Linked DNA regions of Gossypium arboreum: region 1 is linked to region 2. A link is a contact called in public Hi-C data. All regions are on one chromosome and are shown on one strand. Each heading gives the region's core, a stretch centred on a gene start, on an enhancer-like site or on the middle of the called end of the contact. The rest is flanking DNA. Distances are from core to core; before and after follow the strand shown.

Region 1 (5,969 bases), core at 2,828-5,327, 170 kb before region 2:
ATAAATCGAAGAGTTGGCATCATTCAGCTTGAGATATGGCTTGGTTGAGTATAATTTAAGAAACTCGAGTATCTCCCAAGTATTACGGTCTCTTATTTGGAAATGAGTCACCGCATAAGTATCAGATTTTAAGAAAAACGTTATTTCGGTTCTTGTTTGCTAATGATTGTGTGAATGAAGTAGCTTGTCGCCTCTTAGAAGTTGCCTTCTTTTAATTTACTGAAAATTTCTACTTGTTCCATTCATCAACACAATTTGCCTCTTAAGTAGAAAATAAAATAAGACGCAGAACCTAAATTCATGTTCTTATAAGGATAACAAAGTACCCTAATATCAGGGAAGTTTTATATAAACTAATAAAGAAATTACAGAAAACAAAATCTCAATTAGTACCCTCTTCTTGCTTCTTAAATGATGCTTTGCCCACAAGGACATCGGATGACCTTTTTTTTCTTCTTCCCAAAAATCTTGCTTAAAAAAACAGCAATTTTCAATTTTGAAGTGAAAAGTATCTTTGGAAGTTGATTCAATTTAATGATAAATTTAACCACTAATTTCTATATGTTTTATCAAAATAACCCTAATTGTATTTTTTAGTCTTTTTTTGCCATTAACTTTTGTTCTTTTCTTCAATCTGTTTTTTCTAATAGATTTAATGAGAGTACCGTTAAAAAAATTAACGGCAATGATGTGAAATTTCATGTGGAATATTTTAGATAAACCAATAAAATAATTACAGATGAAAAATAATAAAATAAATAATACATTAAATTTAAAAATAACTCATAATTTAAATAAAATAAACTTAATTATCTAAAAAATTAACTCAAGAGAAAATTTTCTCAGAGACAAATATATGAAAGATTAATACATTTTATTTATTAAATCTGTTAAGAAAAACAGATTGAAAAAAGAACGAAAGATTGATGGCCAAAAATGGCTCAAAAATATAATTAAGATTATTTTAACTAAACATGCAAACGTTAATGGCCAAATTTATCATTAAGCCAACCCACTAAACCAACAATTACAGCGGTTCCTTCGTATCCTCTGGTACCACTTTCGGTTCAGTATTCTCTATTTTCAACTAGAAAAGCTTTTTGCATCGATGGCTCGACACAAACAACAAATCACAATTGTATCAAAGGCCTTTTGCACATCATCTCGAACGAAGAAAAGAAATGCATTACTAGATGCAAATGTAGCCTAAGTTTGTGTGTCTAGAAGCGTCTTTGTCGATGTTTACATAATTGATAAAATCAAAACTGTGCCTCCACTAACACGTGGAAGAAGGCACCTAAAAGACAGTATTCTAGTTGGCAAAGAATTTTTCATATCTATGGAGTCAAACAAAGAGATCATTCAATCCATTGTATGTCAGGAAATCAATTTTGATGTATTTTTGGCACTATTCCCCCCACCCATGTTGCCATCGTGGACCATTGTATGCCCACTGCTACTTCTACCATTGGAACCAACACCAGAGTCTGCAACCTGGTCGCTTGTGCAGTTTGAAATGCCTTGGTTAAAAGTTTTTGCCTGTTTTCCATGTGAGAACTCGTGAAGCAAAGGCCTACATTAGCTCCAGCTTCGCATCAACTCGTCACTTCCTACGAAGCAAGTTCCGAATTTTCTCATCAAAAGTTTTCTTGTCCATGGTGCCAGGATCTAATGCCAAATTCTTTTGGCTGGAGTCTAGGATCGAGTCAATTGACGTGTAACTTTGTTCAAAGGAGCCATGCCTCTTGGAATTCTAAAGGAACTGCCTAGCTTTAATTTACTGGAAATTTCAACTTGTTTTATTCATAAATAATTTTCATCTATAGTTTATAAATTGGGGAATAAGATGCCAAAATCCTAACTTCAAGTTCTGACAAGGAAAACAAAATATGACATCAAGGTATCCTGATATTAGGAAAGTTCTATTTAAACCAACAAAGAAATTCTAGGCAACAAAATTAGAATTAAATCCCCTCGTCTGTTGTCCGTTTCTTGCGTCTGACATAGTGCTTGCCCACAAGAAGATCGGAAACATTATACTCTTGCCTACTAGCTGCCTCAAGATGTTTCTCTTTCACTTGGAAACCTAAGAAGCTAAGAAACGCAAGATATCTCAGACTAACTAACCTACCTTTATCCTACTGCATAATGTCCTTGAAAGATCTTCTCCTAAGTAATTGGCAATTGAAAATATAAATCCAGAGATAAACAACCAGTAGAAGCTTCATCACACATGACATGGAAACTAAAATGCAGGTGAACAGGTCAAGATCCTGGCTTATATTAGGCTCAACACATCTAAACAACAATACGTATATAGAGAAAGAGATTCATTCACTAAATCAAATGAAGAGGACAAGGAAAACTCTGTGTGCACTTAATGGTTTAATTTCCAGGGTAAGCAGATAATTTAGAGTATATTTTCAAAGCCAACAAGAGCTGCAAGAGAGAAAATGGGTGGACAAAGGTTCAATCAGGGAAGGTGGAAACTAAACATATTTTAATCATGTTGAAGGTATTTAGAGACCACGAAATGTGATGCCTATATTTAGAGACATCAAACATTCATTTTTGTTTCCAATCCAACTTATTGTGCAAATAGAAGCTTATCTACATTCAGAGAAATTAAAACAGGACAACCATCGACATAGCCTCAAAGCTAAAGCATTAAGACCATGCATCCAATACCAATAGATATAATCCTCAGTCATGTCTACTTTCCAATAAAGTGCACATCCCTTACTCAAATAAAAACGTTTTCGAGCAAAACTTGATGCATATGATCTCAAAAAAAGAAAGTACTGATTGAAATATTAGCTAGCAAGCTACCTAAATCTCAGAAATTAATTCCAGAAGCATAACATCAATCAACAGCTAAAAGAGAGTTAACCATAAGATTGAAGAACAGTAACAATTAATCAAGAAAGAGCTTACTGCCTCTAATCCTAATTGGAGCCTTTATCTTTGCTGTCTTTGCTATCTTTGGGTTCATTAGCAACAGCATCAGTGACCAAAGCCATTGGCCTTTGATCAATTACTTCATCAATCAACCCAAACTCTTTAGCCTCTTCAGGGGTCATAAAATAATCCCTATCCATATTCTTCTGAATTATATCAATTGATTGCCCTGTATGCTTGCAATACAAAGCATTCAATGAATCCCAAACGCGAACAATCTGCTTAGTGTGAATGGTCATATCTTTAGCCTGCCCACTGTATCCACCAGAAGGCTGGTGAATCATGATGGTGGCATTGGGGAGGGACCGCCTTTCACCCTTTGCTCCAGCAGCTAAAAGGAGAGAAGCCATGGATGCAGCTTGCCCCAAACAGATTGTGTTGATTGGAGACTTAATGTACTGCATCGTATCATAAATTGCAAGACCTGTACCAAGAACAACACTAAAAATATTATGGAGAATTGTGATAGAAATGGGTATTATTGGAGATTGGAAAGTGAGAAAAAAGGAAAGACCTGCAGTGACTTGACCGCCAGGGGAGTTGAGGTACATGTTGATAGGCTTGGATGGGTTTTCGGATTCGAGGAAGAGGAGCTGAGCCACAACGACGTGGGCGGTGTCGTCGTTGATGGGTCCATTGATGCAGACGATCCTTTCCTTGAGGAGACGAGAGAAAATGTCGTAAGCCCTCTCGCCGCGGGAAGAGTGCTCGATCACCATGGGTATCAAGCTGAAGGAACGGGAATGGGTGGCCACGGCGGTGGCGCTAGTGCAAGAAATGAGGCGTTTGGTGGTTGAAAATAGGGTCCTCATGGCTGCCTCCACAGGAGATCGGGCTAGGGATTTTAGAAAACGCCAAAGGACCGATGCCCAAATTAAGATAGGTTTCTCTTGCTATAGTAAGCACAACCAAACTATTCACTCAGTTTTTGTTTATCAGAAGAATGCTACTGCAGCAGCCAGCAGCTCATAAATGGATTATATGCGTATTTATATCTGGATAATTTACTCAATGCTTGAATATTACCCAATTCCAACTTACTATTCAAACAGCTTCACCAATTCCAATCCAGTTAATCTCAAACCCAAAAATAAACAACAACAACAGTTGTGGTTAAATAAATAAATAAATAAAAACTAAACTAAATATCTATGATGATCCCTCAAAAACCCTATGCCAAGGATAAATCTATCCTAGTATTAAAAAAGCGAAACTTTAACTGTTTTGAGGCTTAAATTTTATTTATTCAAATTAATCCTTCAATTTGTCAATTATTTTCATACTAAATCATAAACTTAATAGTTATTTTCATATTAAAGTTTAAATTTTTAAAAATATTATGGTACAAATCCGAAAAATTTTCAAGATAAAGAAAAAAGTTCAAACTTTTAATGCAAGAAAAATTGTCAAATTTAATTAAACCGAAAAATAATCAAACTTTAATGTGAAAAAATTCCAAAAAGATCTAACTCCGCAAAAAGAAATAAAATATCCAACTGTTTTACTTAATTAATCAGATTGTTTTGCGTTGAGATCTTATTTATCTTTCAATTTCCAGAGCTAAAATGGATCAAGAGTGCTAAATTCAATTCCTCGTTCATGAAAAATATAGCAAAGATTATTGAAGTTCCAAAAACAATTAAATTAAAATACAGTATTTAAAACAAATGGCGACAATGAGATCAAACGATGCCATTAACTATTAAGTGCTTAAAGAACACCATATCCCTCGGAAAACATTACATTAGAAAAACAAAAATTCCATACTGTCTTAAAAGGTTCCCAACAACATGACATGACATGAAATAAATAAACACCATTTAGAAAAGAGATGTTCCCTTCCCCTTCTTGTCGCCACCAATTTCAAAATGCTTGCACCTCTGCAACAACACAAGACACAAACACCAACACATTAGCTCATCAAGCAAACACATTGGTCAACAAAGGGTTTTTCTCAATGCACAAACCTTGATTGGATGTTGGGATACATGCTTGCAACCCTGGCATTGCAGCCTCAGCACAATCTTCTTGGTGGTCTTGGCCTATTCAAACCATACAATGCCATTAATATTATATAACATGCTAGGAGTCTTGAGAAATAGCAATGATCAGAATGACAAAATGAGTTAACTAAACACTCCTTACTAACTAGTACCAGAAGATGCAGAATAAGATATTAGATCCTCTCTCAGCGTATCGAGAAATAGCAATAACTAAACATCCTTTACTAACTAGTATCAGAAGATGCAGCATAAGAATTCTAGATATTTTGGTTATATAACTAATCACCAAGCAAGAGACAAAAGACAAGGGAAGAGGAATTACCTTCTTGTGGAACACTGGTTTGGTCTGACCACCATAACCTGATTGTTTGCGATCGTAACGGCGCTTCCCTTGAGCAGCCAAACTATCTTTGCCCTTCTTGTACTGTGTAACCTTGTGCAAAGTGTGCTTCCTGCACTCCTTGCTCTTGCAGTAGGTCTTCTTCGTCTTAGGTACGTTCACCTAAAATAATACAAAGCCACACGTATTCTCAAAATAAAATCCAAATGTAATAAATTTATCAACTCCTTTCTGCAATAAATACATAGATTACACTTCATTGACAACAAAGAAAAAAACAGCTCAGCCACGAACAACATTTACCCTAACTTTGCAACCTCATCGACAAATTTCATATTAGGATTTCTAAGAGAAACCCAATGCTGAAGTCCTTATTAACTAACAGATTTGAAACATCCTAAAGTTATCATTGATTAACCAAAATAGTATAAAATACAGATATTTAAAAGAGATGTCTTGGAAACAATACAAAACTAATAACTTAAGTACCATATCGATGGGAAAGACTACGCTAAATGCCAAATAGACATAATTTCACCATAAATTTTCTCAGAAAAAGGAAAATGAAAATGAAAACGAAATCCCAAACTTTTCATCCCAATTCTCCCAACCCAAATGTTCTTATAGAATCTTTATCCTATTTGATAAACTCCATTTTGAAACACTTT
Region 2 (5,885 bases), core at 1,936-4,435:
TTCAATTCAGTTTGTATTTTCAATTCATGGACTAGATTTGGTTGAGACTTTGATTGTTTGACCGACGTCCTTGGACTATCCAAGTTTTGAAGTTTTTGATGATATATCCAAGGCTGAAATGAAAAACTTTTTAAAATTTTTCATTTCATAAAAGATTTCACATTATATTATTTTCTCTACTCCAAGATTAAATCTTTATATATTTTAAAATTAATAAAAATAATTGTTTTGTACTAGTTTTAAAGGGATTTAATTAAATAATATAATATTAATTTAAAATATGATTTAAGTCAATCTGAATTTTTTACCATATTCACAAAGGTGATATTAGTTTTAAAATGAACACAATATATATAGTGTTAAATATTCTTCTTATTTAAAAGATTTTAGAAGTATGTTAAAAATATTAAAATGAGAACTTTTAAATATTCTTTTGAAAATTTTAAAATTAGAAAACTCATTCACAAATTTTATAAATATTAAAAGTTAAATATATTAATTTTTAAAATTCGATCTAAAATGAAAAATTTTGATAGCGGAAAATCAGTAACGGGTCACGCCTAATTCTGGAATTTAGTTGTAATAACCTGCACTTTGATAATCTATTCATCCTTTGTCCAAAAATAAGAGTCTAAAATCAATGTCCATAAATCTTTTTTTTTTTTTTCATTTTCGTCCTTTAAAGTTCTTTGTTTTTTTTTTTTTTTGCTTAGATCACAACTAAAGTCATCAACCGTTTAACGATTCAATACTATTACGTTAAAAATGGTTGGCATATCTCTCACCTCTACCTACCCGAGCTATGTAACTTTGATGATGTTATAAAAAATTTGCCCCCATGCAGGATCGAACTACAGACCTTCAGTTTACAAGACTGACGCTCTACCACTGAGCTATAGGGTCTTCGAATTGCTATGACCATTTTTTTTCCTTAGAGAACGTATGTTGACTTGAAAGGGAAGCAAAAAGGCAAATGTTGATACGAGCGGGGCACCGGGAGCAGCTTGGAGCAACTCAAAGCATGGATGTTTTCAAGGTTATTTGTTCCATTCTAGGACTGTTTCCATTGCCTTACAGCTACCCCTGTTCTTCCTGCTTTCAAAAGCCAAAATCTTGAATGTCACTACAAAAATAAACCATCTTCATGGAGAGGATGTTTCAAAACTGCATATCTCTTTAAACTCCACATGCTGGTTACTTCTAGGAACCACATATTTAACGCCATCCCTAAAAGTTTTAGGGCCAACTGGCCAAACCTTAATCAATGGTGGAAAAGTTCCATGGTCCAACTTCATTTTCCGACTAAAGCAGTTCATTTTTCCCCCACATTCAACTCAATTTCATTTAATAACATTAATTAAGGAACATTGTTTATTGTTCATGTACACTACGTTAATGCACCAATTCAAAGGTCTAATTTTACCAACTTGCATTACCATTGCATTTCCACAATCAAATACCATGAAAGAACCTATCTTCAACAATGTAGATGGAAGGCCACCTTTAAAGATCATATTTCGTTATCATTACTGACAAGTCATAAGCATTACAGGAGAAACTGCTTCAGCATTCACATATCAAACAAGACAAAAATAATAACTTGATTGGAGAAGAGACAAGTCAAGCTGATTCTCCAACGCATCTAGACACCTACCAGAAAACATTAGCTCCAAAAATTGAATGAAAAATTTACACTCCCTCCCAAACCCCCGGGCAAAATAAGAACAAATTCTTGGGGGAACTCGAAAAGAACTATGCCTTCAACTAGTAATCATCCAACACTTCCTCCTCTGTTGCCTTTTCAGCAGCAGGGGTTTCCTTGTCTGAACCTCCTTCCTCCTAATAAAAAAAATCCAAATGAGAGGTTAGGCATATTGTCACAATTCGCAACAAATGGGTAAACGTAAGAAACAGAGCACCAAATGGTTTGAGGAGAAGGGTGAATGAAGCCTTACTTCCTCATTTTGATGGTCAGCATTCTTAGCCTCCTCCATTGCCTTTTCATACTCTGCTTTCAGCTCAGCTGCTTTATCCACGTAACACTTCTTTTCCTGATTGAAGTCAAGTTCATTAGCAAACTCAGTTTTTAATCTATAACCAATTTATAATCATAATAATGAATATTAACAACTTACTTCTTCTGACATAGATTTCCATTTCTCACCACCTTCCTTTGCAACCTAAATTTCATCACAGAAACGTTATAAACTTACCATTATTTAATAATAAAATTGAAAAAATAATAATATTCAACCATGGTGAGAAATGAGTACCCCTGTAACACCCTTTGCATCTGGGTTCGCTTCCTTGTAAGATTTCCTAAAGTCGTCCCTGGAAAGGAAAAAGAGAAATCCCGTTAATTAAAGGCCACATGGAACTAACTCGTGAACAAAAAGAGGGTAAACAAAGAGTCATTACATGAACAAGAAGAAGGCGGTGGGAGGGCGTTTGGGGGCATTGGGATCTTTTCCCTTCTTCAACTTCTTCGGCTTTTTAGGATTTGACTCTGTTGTTGCGGGAGGCTTCTTCCTGAAAATTCATCGGAAACATATAAGTAAACCAAAAGTGAAGAACAAACTCCCCAAGGAAGGCCGATGAAAGTAAACAATACCTTTCTGCAGGCTTCTTCTTGGCTTCAGCAGGCTTCTCTATAACTTGAGACTCTAAATTAGAAAATAAAAATAAAGTAAAACTAATTATGAAAAATTCCCACCACCAGTAACCTAATTTAAGTTATATTAATTAGACTTGGAAACGAAGAGGCTAACCCAAATTCATTTTGATTTTAGCTTCAAGGCTACAGCTATGCATATTGATAAGAGCCATGGGTACGGTTTTGTTACACTCATCACTGCAATTTCAGGGTGTGAAACGAAACAAAGAAAATTTAGTAATGAATATACAAAGATGTGAAAATACCCAGAAAGGAAATCAGAATAAAAAACATAGAACAAGAGAGAATGAGATTACCATTTGGCAAAAGCACTGCCATCTTTAGCGCGAACAAGAGAGGAGGCAGGGGCAGGGGCAGGGGCTGAAGCAGCGTCGACTCTCTTCCTAGGCTTTGGTGGATTGGATTTGGACCCGCCTGCCATTATCTTTGTTTTTCACTGTAACACTCACAAAGAACGAAAGAGGAGTTTCTTGATTGAAGGGAACCAATAAATGGAGAATGCGATTTCGATGGGTTGTTTGGGGAGGGGGAAACAATTAATAGTAGCAGAAAAGGCAAAAAAATAGAGGGAAATGGAAAATGGGGTTTCGATATTTTGGCGCCAGCTTAGAAGCGCGCCTTTGCTTTTCTTTTATTCCCAACATTTTTGGATTTTGGAGCTGGGAGGGAGGTTGAAAATTTTGAACCAAATTTCACTAGGATTCATGAGTTGGCTCCATTAATCACCCTACGACGTAGAAGCAAAGCTTTGGGCCAAGAGTTTCGGCCTCAATTAGACTCTTATTGCTGGGCTAAGTTGGCACAAAATTGAAGAGGGGTTGTGTTTCAATTCAGATTGAGCTCCGACTCAATTTTCCAAGTTGATAATATTTTTATTTATGGTCAAGTATGCTTAAATCCAGACCATCAACACCTCTAACCTCTACGTCCATTTTCTTTAAAGTGGATTGTAGCAGTGTAGGTGAATCTAAACTATTATTTTCTCTATTTTTTTAACAATTAATTAATCAAAAATGTATATTTGATATATGTGAGAGTATCATATTATTCTAAATTTAAATTTATAAAAATCTAGACTTTTTTTCTTATTTGATCATACTAGTAGGATCACCCGCAATTCACAGCTTGCTGATATTCAGTAATTATACATTGTTAGAGTTGAGATTCAGAAGCGCTGAAAACAAATTCTAAAAAAAAAAAAGGGATGAGTGAAAGGAAAGTAGAAAGTCTAGATTTTGAGGATTTCCCTGGATGAAGTTGGTAGTAAATAAAGGATACACAGGTTTGATGGGTAAGCATAAGAAGTTATGGATAGATTACCTGGAATGCAAAATGCTTTGAACACAGGTCCTTATCAGGTGTGGTTGTAAATTCCCTATTTCTCAGTTTCAAAAGCTTTGATAAAATGGATGAATAAAATGCATGCAAGACATTTGTTAGCTTCACATTAAACAATTTGACACTTACTTAACCACATCTCTTTCCTCATTTTTTATTAACTCATTCCTCTTTCTCAAACCTCTCACCAATTCCTTTTTACTGCTCTCTGAATTACATTTTAAACAATGGACAAGTATCAGGTTTTTATATCTTGTGGGTTTTTTTGTTTTTTTTTTAATATATAGTAGAGAAACCCCAAAATGGCAAAATAACATCATCTAACACCAGCCGAAGCTTCTTCTCTTCTTGTAAAAATCTTGGGTAGAGAAAAATAAGCCTAATAGCTCCGAGCCAAGTAAATGACCCAAAATGATCTCTCTCGTGATTCATCTTTTACATTGGTACTAATTTAAGCATTGAAGACAAAACCCCGATGCCCCTTCACCATTTTATCTTCTTTGAATTGAATCATGGGGTAGACCATGATCAGAATTTGATTTTTTTTTTTTTATGGAAAAATTCTTCAAGTGAAGGCAAATATGGCCGTTTCATTTCATCGCATTTTACTTGCTTCCATACAAAACCAGTACTGCCATTAGAAATGGATCCAAATCAATTTTGATTGGAAAGAATGCCCCACAATTGTTTTTAGTAAAGTTGAAATTGAAAGAGATGCAGAAGATTTTTTATTTTTTTATTTTTTTACCAAAGGATCAATAATAGAAAGAAGAAAGTAGACAAGAGACACAAAATTTTAAACTTTGAAGAGGTCAAATGCCGGTGTATTTAGATTCCTCTACCTCAGAGTACTAATATTTTGCCTCCTTTTTTAACTGTTTGCCCCAAATTAGTTAAAACCCCCATTAATACCAAATCATCACAAAATCACATCTTGAAGGCGTTAAATGGCGGTTTAAGTTTAAAACAACCATGCATCCTTATAGAATCTACACATCTGATGGCTTCTCAACACAATATGTATTTTATCATACACACAAATGATCTTTTTTTTACATTAGTATATTAATGAGAACATGGAACTGGGAAAGAAATAATGGTCCAATTAAACAAGGTTCGAAAGAGAAATATATGCAGTGTGAAGGTGGGAGGGGTGTTCCAAATGAAAACCGATGGCTCATACCCCAGACCCTAACCTATTCAATGGCGAAGTAAAACGGTCTTATATTACAAGACAAAAGGAACGGAAGAGATATTAGTGCTGGTGCTGAAGCATTTATAGTAGTGCAGTGAAGTTGTGGTTCCGTATTGCCCATTACACATGGAAGAAATAAATCCACAAGAGGAAAACCCCAGCTGAGATATGGTCCGAGAACTGTCAATACTGAATTAAAAACAAGTTTTAAGACATTTCTCATAAACAAAAGCTACCCGCTTCACTTTTAAAGAAACTAAGCTTTGCATGCCATTAATCTACACAAATTCATAACATTCAAACATCGAAACCCAAATCTCCATTTGCATTGTCTTCTCCTTTTCTTTTCACATTGTTATCAATTTGATACCTAAAGTTAATTGGTAAGCATCATTGTGGGCTCATTAAAGGAAAAAGAAAACCATTTGTAAATATATATATATATATATATATCTTCATGGAAAGGATTTTGTTGTTTAGCTAAAAGGTAGATTGCATTTTCTTTGAAGTTGGATTTCAGTTACAATCATTACCCAGATGGAGATCAAAAAGCTAACTTAGAAACAAGGGGGAAAAGGTGATAAATAAGAAGAAGAAGAAGAAGAAGAAGAAGAAGAAGAAAGCTTAGAATACAAAGAGACCTTAAAATGAACTTAACAAGCTATGATTTGATTGATT

Evidence for each region. Hi-C and Micro-C count contacts between places; a contact is called where the count stands out from the background.
Region 1: a Hi-C map of leaf shows a contact between it and region 2, with 5 times the contacts expected there. The contact joins the promoter of LOC108476855 here to the promoter of LOC108477080 in region 2. A contact is called at or near these places in 2 of 5 Hi-C or Micro-C datasets (both in leaf).

What each region holds. Positions count from the first base shown.
Region 1 is chr12:96,195,285-96,201,253 of ASM2569848v2, reverse strand. LOC108476855 (ATP-dependent Clp protease proteolytic subunit 2, mitochondrial) reads right to left here and starts at 4,077. Exons shown (of 2, transcript XM_017779217.2): 1 at 3,473-4,077; 2 at 2,718-3,382. The coding sequence starts at 3,770. The coding sequence ends at 2,946. LOC108478075 (60S ribosomal protein L44) reads right to left here. Exons shown (of 4, transcript XM_053023581.1): 2 at 5,284-5,463; 3 at 4,926-5,000; 4 at 4,577-4,838. The coding sequence ends at 4,779.
Region 2 is chr12:96,028,389-96,034,273 of ASM2569848v2, reverse strand. It overlaps LOC108477080 (high mobility group B protein 7), which reads right to left and starts at 3,185. Exons shown (of 8, transcript XM_017779522.2): 1 at 2,971-3,185; 2 at 2,769-2,851; 3 at 2,612-2,663; 4 at 2,419-2,529; 5 at 2,274-2,331; 6 at 2,136-2,180; 7 at 1,956-2,051; 8 at 1,503-1,839. The coding sequence starts at 3,095. The coding sequence ends at 1,765. LOC128285687 reads right to left here. Exons shown (of 2, transcript XM_053023570.1): 2 at 5,036-5,396. The coding sequence ends at 5,209. TRNAT-UGU (transfer RNA threonine (anticodon UGU)) reads right to left here and starts at 903; the gene lies at 832-903.